Linked DNA regions of Bos taurus: region 2 is linked to region 1. Evidence: chromatin contacts called from public Hi-C data. All regions are on one chromosome and are shown on one strand. Each heading gives the region's core, a stretch centred on a gene start, on an enhancer-like site or on the middle of the called end of the contact. The rest is flanking DNA. Distances are from core to core; before and after follow the strand shown. Region 1 has its middle 19 kb from the start of ISLR2. Region 2 overlaps STOML1 (stomatin like 1).

Region 1 (6,508 bases), core at 2,139-4,638:
TTGAAATAGCTCAACTGGAATTCCATCACCTCCACTAGCTTTGTTCGTAGTGATGCTTTCTAAGGCCCACCTGACTTCACATTCCAGGATGTTTGGCTCTAGGTGAGTGATCACACCATTGTGATTATCTGGGTCGTGAAGATCTTTTTTGTATAGTTCTTCTGTGTATTCCTGCCACCTCTTCTTAATATCTTCTGCTTCTGTTAGGTCCATACCATTTCTGTCCTTTATCGAGCCCATCTTTGCATGAAATGTTCCCTTGGTATCTCTAATTTTCTTGAAGAGATCTCTAGGCTTTCCCATTCTGTTGTTTTCCTCTATTTCTTTGCATTGATCGCTGAGGAAGGCCTTCTTATCTCTTCTTGCTATTCTTTGGAACTCTGCATTCAGATGCTTATATCTTTCCTTTTCTCCTTTGCTTTTCGCTTCTCTTCTTTTCACAGCTATTTGTAAGGCCTCTAAATTAGCATTAATGTCGATACTAGATACTTCAGGTGAGAATGTTGAATAGCAAAGAGCTTGGCTTCTGTCTGCTTTGCTGATGCCCAAACGTGGAATGAACCCGTAATTAGGACAGTTGTTCCCAATCCTGGCTGTGCACTGCTATCACTTGGGGGTCTTACCAAGGACAGATTCCTGAGTCCCACCCCCAGGGAGTCTAACTATATTGGTCTGGGGCTCAGCCTGGACATAAAGATTTTTTTAAACTGCTTATGCACAATCAAGGTGGTTGTGTTGTTCAGTCACTAAGTCGTGTCTAACTTTGCGACCCCATGGACTGCAGCACACCAGGCTTCCCCGTCCTTCGCTGTCTCCCAGGGCTTGCTCAAACTCATGTCCATTGAGTTGTTGATGCCATTCGACCATCTCCTCCTCTGTCGCCCCCTTCTCCTCTTGAGGGATTCGATTGCATATCTGTGTCAAAGAAATGCTGCTCATTTGTGTACGTATCAGCCTTGAACAGAGGTGACGTATACATGCTGGCATATGATCCAGGTTGGGAAGGGGAGATGCTGGGTCTTTCCAGATAAACCTCCTAGAGGTTTTTTGAAAGGTGATAAGCTAGCAGCTTCCTAGGAGCACCTCAGTATGGCCATTCCACCTGCTGTGCTAAGTTGAGATGTGGTTAATCTGCTAAGTTGACTGTGATGAAGATGAGTGAAATGGAGTTCGTGAACCCGATTGCACATGTATCCTGATTGTCTGTGTATCCTGAGAAATATCCCAGATCCCACATGGCTCAGTTTTGCAGTCAAAGAAACACAGTCCATTAACCAATTATCTAGTATATAGTCATCTTTCAAAGACTATTACAGAGAATACAACTCATAACTCACGGCAACACTCCTTAAATCCTTCATCCCTTCACACTCACCACCGTCATCTCCTACTCACGGGTCCCTCAAAGCCTTTTCTCACTTTCCACTTTCCAGTCTTCACGTGAGGGCTCTGATCTCCTCCACCCTCTGGTTCTTTCTGCTGCCATTCCTTTCCCTTCCAAGCAAATCTCAAGCTTTTTCCAACAAAAGGCCCTCTCCTGGATTCTTGGGTTCAGGTCTCTGCTACTCTCCCCCTCTATGCTCCATGCTCCTACACCCCCTTAATCCTGATTGTGGAATGAGGTTGAGGAGTGGCAGTGGGGGGCGTGGAAGGACAGAAAGATATCCAGCATCAGAGCTGGATATCAGCTGGATAATCAGCTGTGCTGATTCTGTTAACCCTGGGTCTTTAGGAAAGTCTTTTTTAAATGTCAGTACTTCCCAGCTGTACTGCTGGGATTTAAGGCAGGGATGGGGAACTGCTTGCAGTGCTAGCTGGAGTTCAGTGGAAGGCATTCCTGTGAGACCAGCCCAGTGGAGTAGCCATACTTTATGGTCATCCCCAAGGGCAAGAGAAATCTGGGTGGAAGAGGAGTCTGGGCTGGAAGATTCAGCCTTCCCTCCCTTGACAACTCAATGGAAAGGGGTGTTCTTTTATTAAGGCGGCCAGCAGGGTCTTCAGTAAGTTCAGGACAAAGGATATTTCCATGACTATAAAAGAGAGAATGACCCCAGGGCCACGAGAAGCTCTTAAAAAGTGAGGGTCTCGTGGCTATCATAAGTGACCCTGGAATAAAGATGGGGGAGTTAGCTCAAAGATGCTGCTCTCCAGGGAGATCAAGTCTTGGAAAGGACTATCTGAAGAGAAGGCGCTGGCTTTCCAGCCTGAAGAGACAGTCCCGGAAGACAGACGGAAGCACTCAGGGCCACTGTGAGGGCTTTGGCAGTTTGGAGCAAAGAGAAGAAGGAAGAGGGGAAGGCCAAGTCGGTGGGTGGCAGAGAAGACTGGGCCAAGGGGACGGCACTTCACCTGAAGCGCAGGGGAGGCCGCAGCAAGGGGAGTCCAGCTGTTTCCACCAGCCCGAGTGTGAGAGCACCCCTGCCTGTGATCGGAACAGGCACTGGAAGCTTGGAGACAGGAAACAACTAGATCTCCCACGGGGGAAGAAGGTAGTGTCTCCTGTCTGCTCTAGCAACTTCAAAGAAGACTCCCGGAGAAGGCTCCCTCCAGGGAGGCATGGGAGCCCTGACAGCATGACAGAGACTCAGCAGGACATGCCAAACCAGCCTTGGATGCGTGGCCAACTCGAGGATACTGATCCATAAGGCCTACATTTTGTCAAAGTAGGGCCTCGGATATAGAGTCCCAGAAAACTCACAGGCTGCTTTAAGCCAAACCAGCTCTATATGGACTCAGTGAGTGTCTGTTTTTATCAGCACCTAGGAGGAAGTTGGAGAGGGCTATGAAATGCACATAAAGCAGAAATCAGCCACTCGCAGGAAAATCCCAGCACATTTTAGTTGTGGTTAGCAAAGACTTTGCACTTGGCTGAAGTTTCAGTAAAACAGAGGTTTGACCTGGAGAGTGGAAGGGCCGAAGACAGTAGGCTAGTTCTGCCCCAGGCCAGGGACGACAGCCAGACGTCAGAGTTCAGAGAGGCCTCGGGCGAGGCCAACTCCATCAGCCACCAGGGCAGTCTGTCAGAGGGCAAGGTTGGGGCCCGCTCTGGACTCTGTCCCAGCAGTGCCCTCAGCAGGCCGTGTGACAGTGGCCACGTCCCTTCCTCCTGGTGTCTGGTTAATATCCATAGGTGACACAGGAAGTTCTGAGCAGGCCCCCAAGCTTTGCCAGGTGTGCAGATGATAAGCAATTACCTATATTATGAAAGGCTCTACCTCCCTCGTTCGCCCCAGCCCCGGGGGTCTAAACGCTTACAGCTAGAGCCCCTCCCACCCCCAGGGCCCTTCAACAGCGTTCACACCTTGGTGGAGAACAGAGCCTCAGGTGCCCAGCCTGGCGGAGCCCCAGCCTGCTTGCCTAAGCAGCTGTCTTCTGGACGCCAAATGGCAGAGGGCTCCCGGGTCTGAGCCGCCGCCTCTCCACTACTCTCACAGCCAGGCGCCTTGTGCCCCCTAGGGGTGGCGTCCCAGGGGCCGGGCGGCCCTCCCCTCTCCTTTGCGCAGGGTGCCGGGCCCTCAGCTCACCTGGGGGACAAGAAAAGCCAGGCGTCCTGCCCCTTCCAGAGAAACACCTGAGGTTCGAGATGGGACTCCTTCCCCCAGCGCCCCCCAGTTCATGATGTTTGTTCTGAGTCAGCTCAATGAGTTGAAGCGAGGAGCAGACACATTGGGCCCTGCCCACCTCAGCCCCGACACCTTCCCTGAGCCTCCCCCCGAGCCCTGCTCACCCATGTGCACACTCAGCCACACAGTATCACACTTGCACACACACCTGTGTCAACGCAGGCCCACAAACCCACACCCCCCATACACACACACACACACACACACACACACAATATTTGCATTCATTCCCACACTTTTTTCACACTCACTCACACTTGCCCCCATGATCCCATCCTACTCACGCACTAAGACACGTGCCCTGATTCACACGCATGACCCTCACACGTGTGCATGCACGTTCACATCTGTTCAGGCACTCGCTTGGAAGTGCCCCCTCTTTCCCAGTAACAGGCCCTCCCTGAGGCACACACAGACCCCCCGACATACTCACGCACTCTCATCGCCCCCCGCCCCACGCTCACACACACACCAGCACACACGCCTGTTGACAAGGAACCGGCTCACATGGCTGCTGCCCGCTCTCGGCCCCCATAGCCCCCTGACCTGTTGGTTTCTTCTGTGTTGCAGGACTCCCGAGAGCTGGCCGACAACAGCAGCGAGTCCAGTGACCTCCAGCTGGAGGGCCCCAGCTCCCTCGGAGTCCTGGACGACAGCCCCTCCAATTCCCTGGTGGAAGACAAGCCCCTCGTTTTCTTTGACCTCAAGATTGACAATGAAAGTGGGTTCTCCGGTGGCCACCCCCCAACTCTTTCTTGCTCAGTCCCTAAGTCCCCAGGATAAGTGCAGGCAGAGCCATCTGTGAGCCCGGGAGAGCCCTGAGCTGTGGCCAGAGCACCGCACTTCCCGGGGACTCTCGGGTGTTTGAACTTGGTTCTCTGAATAAGGACGTCTGCTTTGACCAGGGCCTGAGGCATGAGGCAAGCACCTCCATGAGTCCCTCCCTGACTGGTGCTTCCATTAGGGAGCCTTGGGAACACACTTCTAAATAGAAACGCAACGTTAAAGTCGCCGAGGTGACACCAGCAATCCAAACACAGCCTTAGGCTGAGTACAGAGCCCATTCTTTCCATGGTTGCTGCAAGGTCACAGAGAAATGTGACCCCTTCTCCTTCAATTCCGCGGTGCTTACCCTGGCCCTGCAGGAAGCTGGGTCCCATCCAGCTGCCTGGGCTCAGCATGAGGCCAGCCCAGGGAGACACAAGCAGCGAGTATTTCACAGAACAGGGAAGCCGTTTGCAGACCTCACTGGAAGATTCGGGGCCATGCTCTGAATGGAGTGGATTGGGCAGGTGTGCTGTCTGAGCCAGCACTCTGATGCTGAGGGCTTTAGCTACATGGCTGATGGGGTTGGCGGCCAGGGGAAAGGGAGTGAGGGGCTAGGCTGAAGCAGTGAGGGGTCCCTAGTGTAGGTGGGTGGAGGCTGGCAGAAGACAGGAGGGACCCGAAGTGAAAGGGTTTGGGGAACTCCGGAACGTGGCAGGGCAGGGGGGAGCAGGACTCCCAGCAGGGGAGGAAGGGGGCCTGGAGGGCAGCCCCCCTCCCCTTCTGACCCCCATCCCTATCAGAGCCAGGGTCAGAGCTGCGTTTGAGGCTGATGCTTGATTCCTGCCATCAGGCCCCAAGGTGGGGTCTCTGGATGGTGGGGTTGGTGCCCCTAGCCTTGCCCTTGAGGCCTCACGCTGCCGTTCTCTCCTGCCCAGCCCAGAAGATTAGCCAGCTGGCAGCCGTGAACCAGGAAAGCCAGTTCCGCGCGCTCATCCAGCCCGAGGTGCTCAACGTGTACTCCAAGGCTGTCTCCCTGGAGGTGGGACTGCAGCACTTCCTGCATTTCCTAGCGAGCATGCGCCAGCCCATCCTGGCCTGCTATAAGCTGTGGGGGCCCAGTCTCCCCAGCTTCTTCCAGGCTCTGGAGGAGATGAACATGCTGGGGAAGTTCCAGAAGTCCATCTCGGGCTTCCTAGCCACCCTGCCCCTCATCCGGGAGTGCGTGCCGGGGGCCAGCAGCTTCAAACTCAAGAGCCTGGCCAAGACCTACCTGGCGAGAAACATGAGCGAACGCAGCGCCCTGGCGGCCGTGCTGACCATGCGCGACCTGTGCCGCCTGCTCGAGGTGTCCCCCAGCCCCCAGCTGGCCCTGCACGTCCACCCCTTCAGCAGCCTGCAGTGCTTCTCATCCCTGCAGCCCCTGGTGCGGGCAGCCATCCTGCCCCGGGCCGAGGCCCGCTTGCTGGCCCTCCACAAGGTCACCTTCATAGAGCTGCTGACCGCACACCACCATGACCCGCAGGGCGGCCTGAAGAAGTACAACCGATTCCTGAGCCTCCAGAGCCCCACGTCGTCCCAGCCTGTGTTCGACCTGCATTCTCTAGGCACCTACTTCGAAGGCCTGCTGGGGGCGCCGGCCTCGGCAGGGGCAGGAGGCGTCGCTGCCCCTCCGGCTGGCCACAGCTTGGCAGAAAGGGCTACGCAGCAGACCTGAGGGGAGGGGCTGACTAGCTCAGACTCTCTGGGGACAGAGAGAGATGGGGTCCCTGAGCCAGCCCCTGCCCACCACAGCATTCCCAGGTCCTGGTCCCCAGTTATCTCCCTTGTCATTTGGTCCTTCTCCGGGACCAAATTCCACCTCTCTAAAAATTCCACAGAGAAGGTTCCAAGGCCAAGCAACCACCCGACGGAGGCCACCAGATCCCTGGGTGGCCCTGAGAGCACCATGAGTTAGCTCGAAGACCCCCTGGGCCTCCCACTCCAGGAGCCAGAACCAGGGGCAGGGCGGGGTCCCTGGTGAAGAAGGCCTGGTCGCTAGGCTCTCGAAGCAGCCCCCATATTGCCCCAGCCAACCTCAGAGGGGCCCTTACTGCTCCTTCCTGAGCCCTGGCATGGCC
Region 2 (5,765 bases), core at 1,005-3,504, 63 kb before region 1:
CTGAGATTGAATGGGAAGGGATACAGGGAACCACGTGAGTTGATGGAAACGTTCTATATCTTGATTCTGGTGGGTAGTGGTTACATGGTGTTCCATTTGTCAAAGTGCATTTAAAATGGGTGCATTTTATGCACCAACCAAAAGACACAGACTGGCTAGGTGGATGAAAACATATGTATGTATACCCCCCAAACTGTATGTAATTATTTTACATTCTTAGATTAATCATGTTTCCATATGGCTTGCAATATAATTATCATTTATCTGGCTACTTAGTGTGAAAAATGGTAAACATCTTTTACCAACAAAAAATGAATTCATTTTATCCTATTACCTGTTAAAAAGGTAAATTCTGTGCTTTTTATCTGGTACTGAAAAGAAACCCTGTGCTTTTGCTGGAATGGAAAATCCAAACCTTAAAAAGCAATAAACAATTGAACAACTTTTTAAAAAGTTGAACTTTTTTATTTACTTTTTCACTGAGATGAGCTTTTTCATTTACTGGACTGTCAAAAAATTCCAGAGTTTAATAACACATTGTGTTGGCGTGGCTGCGAGGAAAAACAGACTCTCACTTACTGATGATGGGAATGTAAATTAGAATAATCCCTAAAGAAGGCATTTGGGCAATATTAAACTATAAATGCTTTGACCTAGCAATTTCCTTTCTAGGACTTTATCCCACAGATGAACTTCAACCACAATAGCATATGTGAAAGGTGCATGATTGTTTGAAATAGCAAAACACAAAAAAATAATCTGAATGTCTATCAATCCAAACCAGGTAAAATAAACTATGATACACCCATACAATTGAATCCTATGTAACTATTCATATAAAACTGAATGGGGAAAGTCTAGGTATGCAAATATGGAAAGATTCTCAAGCACAATGTTAAGTGAACAAATTAACATTGTATTTGCTATGCTGCCATTTCTGTAAAAAAAAAAAAAAAAAATCCCAGAGAATAATATATGTGGATTTTCTTGTAAGTGTTATGTTTTTAAAACTCCAACTTCATTTTTTTTGGCTGTGTAGCACAGCATGTGGGATCTTAGTGCCCTGGCCAGGGGCTGAACCTGCACCCTCGGCAGTGGAAGCACAGAATCTTAACCAGTGGGCCACCAGGGAAATCCCCAAAGCCTAGCTTCTGGAAGAAGAACTTGGAGACTAATACCAGAGGATATCTGTTTGAAACTACGTGGATGGAGTCAAGAGTATGAGGAACAATTTTCATAGCTTGCCTTTTTAAACTTTTCTCTTCAACATTAAATACTTATTTAAAAAATAATATCAGAATAATACATTATATATAGAAAAGCATCACGTAACTGTTTTAGTTATCATTCTTCTTCGGGTTACCTTGGGGAAACAAATACAGGAAGTGTCTAATGCAGTAGAGGGGCATAGCTGGCAGGCAGTATCAGTTACTACTACAAAATCCCTGCACACATCCCCGCCTCAGACTTTAGGTCCCAGTTCCCCAAATCGGAGGTGTCTGCTACCCTTCCTGTGGCCTCACAGGGACTCTCCCCTCTGCCAAGTGTCTCCCCCATTTCCTTTCTTCTCTCATCTCCATGTAAACTGTGAGTCTTGGGCATCAACTCCTCAGAAAGCTTTCTCTGATGGACACCCTTTCCTCCCCCGCCCCCTCACACCCTGGCCCCATTAGGTGCCCCTCGCTGCACCCCAACCCCCAGGGACTGCAGAGTCTGCTGGGTCCTCTGAAGCCCAGAGGCCTTGAGCCTGTGGGCTCCCTGTCCTGGAGCGCTGGCCTCGCCAAGGAATGAGTTCCCCTCGATGGGATGAGGGCATTAACAGCTGGCAGCAGATTCTGCTCTCCACCCACACAGACATCTATAAGTTTCAGTTTCCCCTGGTGATGCTGCTCCTCTGACACACACAAAGAAAATCTGAGTTTCGATTTCCCTTAAGCTCTCACGAGGAAGGCGCCTGGGGCTTCCCCTCTCATCCTGTGGGGTGCTGTGTGCAGCAGCAGCGGAAGAACAACGATGGATGGCTCAGGCACGAAGCTCGAGGTCCCGCAGGGAGGGCGGACACTCACACAAGAACAGTAACAGAAACAGTGGGGAACGGGCACGAAGACAGCCCCGAAGCAGTGGGGGAGCCCAGGCCCCCGGGGCTCATGGGCGGTGGGGATGGGAGGGAAGGCTTTTGAACGGGCGTCCCCAGCTGGGCGGCCTCCAGAGCGGTGGAGAGAGGGACAGGGAGGGGTCAGCAGCCTGGGCTCTGGCCCTTCAGGGAGGGGCCCTGGGGCTGAAACCTGAACCCAATGGCAGCTTGGTCTACTCCAGGAGGACCTACAAGAGGAGGGCCAAGGCGGGCACTGGCAGGAACCAAAGGGTAAACTGGATGGAGCCTGGTGCCAAGGCAGTTGGACAGGGCCCTGTCAGGGAAGGCTTGGTGCCAGAGGACAAGCCAGAGGCTGTTCCTCAAAGAGGAGGCTCGAATTTCTGTGGGTTTCTTTTTCACAAGCCTCTCTAGGATGTGAGATTCATTCCTTAGAACTCAAGATGTCTAAGGCCCTCATTCTCTGGGGTCCCTGGGGTTTGAGCCGGACCAATGGGGAAACAGCGACCAGGCGTACAGCAGGAGGGGCAGGTGATGGCAGCTCCATCTCCCCTCGAGTGCGACAGGAGGCCCTGCCCTTCGCTGGATGAACAGTTTGCCCGACACCCACATCCTTCCTGCAAACCTCTCCCCAGACTATAAACAGGAACAGAGTGCCTGCTCCTGCCTGCTTTCAGGCCCTCGTCAGGAAGGGGAACTGTGGGTGATTCCAGAGCACTGTTGGGGCTCGGGTCACCCTTCAGGGCCTGGGTCCCAGGCTGGCAGCACGGACATCACCTCGGAGCCCTCTTCCCCACCCCCATGACCCCTATGTCTCTCCAGATACATTGTAAACAGCACATTTATTTGAGGTTTTCAAACCTCTGGTAAGAAGCACAGGAACAGCAGGGCTCTCTGTCATGCTGCCCTGGCCCCAGCCCATCGGGCATGCAAGACTGAGGCTGGGAGATGAGTCAAGACACCCTCAGGAGCAGGGCCAGGGAGACGCCGCCCTGCCCCCCTTCTCCCCCCACCCTCCCCCACCCCAGTCTGGGCCTGGACTGCAATCAGCAAGGCAGACCGAGCCCAATCTCAGATCCCTCCCAATGCAGGGACCTCTGCTTGGTCCCTTCTCTCTCCCTCCCCGAGCTGCTCTGATCCCCCTCTCTAACCCCCTCTTCTGGAACTTGGAGCCTGAGTCACATGCAGAGCTCCCTCAAACCAGGACCAAACCAGCTGCAGTTGGGTTGTTTCTGTCAGCCCCTCCTCTCCAGCCAGGTTGCCAGAGGAGCAAGGCAGGCCTGGCTCTCCTGTCACTGCCTGTGTACCCAGTTCAGGCAGGGCACTCGGCAGGGGACCAGGATAGCAAACACTTGCTGAGAGAACCGCTGTGGATGAGAAGGGCAGGGCTGCCTGACTCAGCCTCTCCTAGCTCCAGTGTCTCCCAGCCTCCACTCACTGTCTCCCACTGGGTCTGACACTCCTCAGGGCTTCAACAATCCAAGGTGCAGTGCCAGGGCCTCCGCCTCCAAGATGTCTCCCTGGCTTGGTGCCCGGCTCGGGGCCAGGCTACTGACAGGCAGCCAAACCTGCTACTTCAAGGCCTTGAGGACAGCCTCCAGCTTCATGGCCATGGCCAGGTCGCCCTTCACCTTCAACCGCCCACTCATGTAGGCCCCCAGGGGCCGCAGCTCCCTGCACAACAGGGACCGCAGGTCCTCCTCAGACAGCTCCACCACCACGTCGGGGATGACATCAGGCACTCCGTGTCCCACCCTCCCTTGCCCTGTGGGGAGAAAGAAAAGTGAGAATCAGTGGGGGGACAGCAATGCTACAGTGGGTAGAAGAGGTCAGCACGTCCCACTGGGAAGGGTGGGAAGAGTGGCTAAGAGCTCAGGTGCTAATACCCAGGGTTCAAGTCCTACTGACTGTGTGACCACTCAGAGCCTCAGTTTCCAAACTGGTGAGATGAGGATGCTAATAATCACTAAGTCACGGGTTTATGATGAGAAGTAGGTGACATGATGCGCAAAATGCACTCAGACAGAGCCTGGCACGAACAGGCCTGCAACGCGTGCAGGGCTCTTAGTCCAGGCAGCTGGGCCAGCTGGGCGGTCCTGCTCATGGGGATGGGACAGGGAGCCCAAGGCCTGGGCATCACTGCCTGCAGATGGCATCTGAGCTCCTGACAGCTGTGGGTTTGCCTAAACTGCTGGCAGGAGCAGGGCCTGGTCTGAAAAGGACCACAGGTGGTGGGGCTGCGAGCAGCCCCAGCGGGGAAGGAGAGGGCAGAGAGGGCAGCGGCACCTGCAGTGAGATCCAGGAAATAGATGCTCTGGGGGCCGCTGGGCAGGATGACGTTGAACTGGTAGCAGGCCCCGACCTGGCTGACCAGGGCCTCGGACAGGATGGGCTTCAGAGCCATCAGCAGCCCCTCGGCCACAGGCTGCTTGGGGCTGGGCCCGGCACCCCCGTGAGGGGCAGACGGCTCAACCTCGCTCACCATCTCCAAGGTATCTGCTGGTGGTGGAAACGGGATGGGGGAGGGAGGCAGAGAGAAGGAAGTCAGTGCGCTGCCAAGGTCAGGATGATGGTGGCCCCCGTGCCTTCACAGCGCTCTCTCTTATATCCCCTGCAGCCTGCGTTCAGTTTCCTCCTCTGCTAAGAGGCTGCCCTTGAGTTTCTAGCCATAACCCCAACCCCCTTCTCTAAATCACTCCAGCCTTGAGTCTTAAACTCTCTTCCGGATGCTGTTGCTTCCTCCCATGGAGGCTCCCAAAGGCCTCCGCATGCTCAAGACTCTTCTCATTACCTTAGTTCTGGTCAGCTCTAGAATCGGGGTGGCTGGAACAGCCGGGCAGGGTGTGCACTGCACAAGGCGCTTGGTTAAAGGAACAAGAGGCAAAGCTCAATCTGTGCTGGACACGAAGCTGAACGCCCGGCGGGGGGAACCACCCTTTCCCTGAGGCTCCTCACCTGGTCCAGGGCGCGGGGCACCTCCTGCCACTGAAGGCACACTGCCTCCCAGGAAGTGGAGGGCCAGCTGCTGCAGGGTGCTGTCCAGGCTGGGCCCTGCTGGGCTGTCCTGGGGCGGCTGGAGCACGGCCTCCACTGCCAGCTCCACACGGTCCACCTCCAGCCCCCAGGCCCTGGTCACATCGTTGATCTCCAGCTGGAGGAAGTGTGGGGAAACATGGCACTCATTCCACAAAGGTCCCATCCAGAGCACCTTCTTTAGGCAGGTTGGTAGTATGGCCACGGTGACTCATGAGGTACCAGGCCAGCCCTTGAGAAGTGCCCAGCCTGGACGGAGGCAGAGGGCAATTACAACGCAGCCATGGGAAGTTGTAGTGTGCACCAGGGGAGGGTGTGGGGCAGGGAGGAAGGGGTGATGCTAGGAGGAGGAGGAGGAGTTATCCAGATGAAGGGGCATGAAGGAGGATCCTTCCAGACAACAGGAACAGCATGTGACGAAGACCAGAGAGGAGCACCTCGAACCTTTGGGGAACTGCGAGTAACCACAGCTCCACGCAACCGGACCCTCAAGTGCGGGCTGGGACACTGGAGACAGCCAAGGGGGCAGAGGTGGCTGCTCTCTCTCATTTGGACTTACTCGGAGGCACAAGGGGCCCCCGAGAGGAGTTTAGCAGCAAAGTGACAGAGCAGTCTTCCTAGCTGCAAAGATTCTCTTGGC

Evidence for each region. A called contact is a pair of places that touch in the nucleus more often than the background predicts.
Region 2: a Hi-C map of liver shows a contact between it and region 1, with 3 times the contacts expected there. The contact joins two enhancer-like sites. A contact is called at or near these places in 5 of 11 Hi-C or Micro-C datasets (blood, liver, skeletal muscle and 2 more).

Annotation. Positions count from the first base shown.
Region 1 is chr21:34,576,476-34,582,983 of ARS-UCD2.0, reverse strand. It overlaps a transcript of PML not described here. Among named protein-coding and RNA genes, the nearest start is that of ISLR2, 19 kb to the right of the region's middle. Within about 2 kb of position 3,388, at least 6 of the 102 cell types and tissues checked have an H3K27ac peak or open chromatin away from gene starts, as enhancers often do. A contact at or near this core is called in liver, where this site is marked.
Region 2 is chr21:34,639,425-34,645,189 of ARS-UCD2.0, reverse strand. It overlaps STOML1 (stomatin like 1), which reads right to left. Exons shown (of 7, transcript NM_001192431.1): 5 at 5,048-5,243; 6 at 4,379-4,591; 7 at 3,664-3,857. The coding sequence ends at 3,664. Among named protein-coding and RNA genes, the nearest start is that of STOML1, 9.0 kb to the right of the region's middle. Within about 2 kb of position 2,254, at least 68 of the 102 cell types and tissues checked have an H3K27ac peak or open chromatin away from gene starts, as enhancers often do. A contact at or near this core is called in liver, where this site is marked.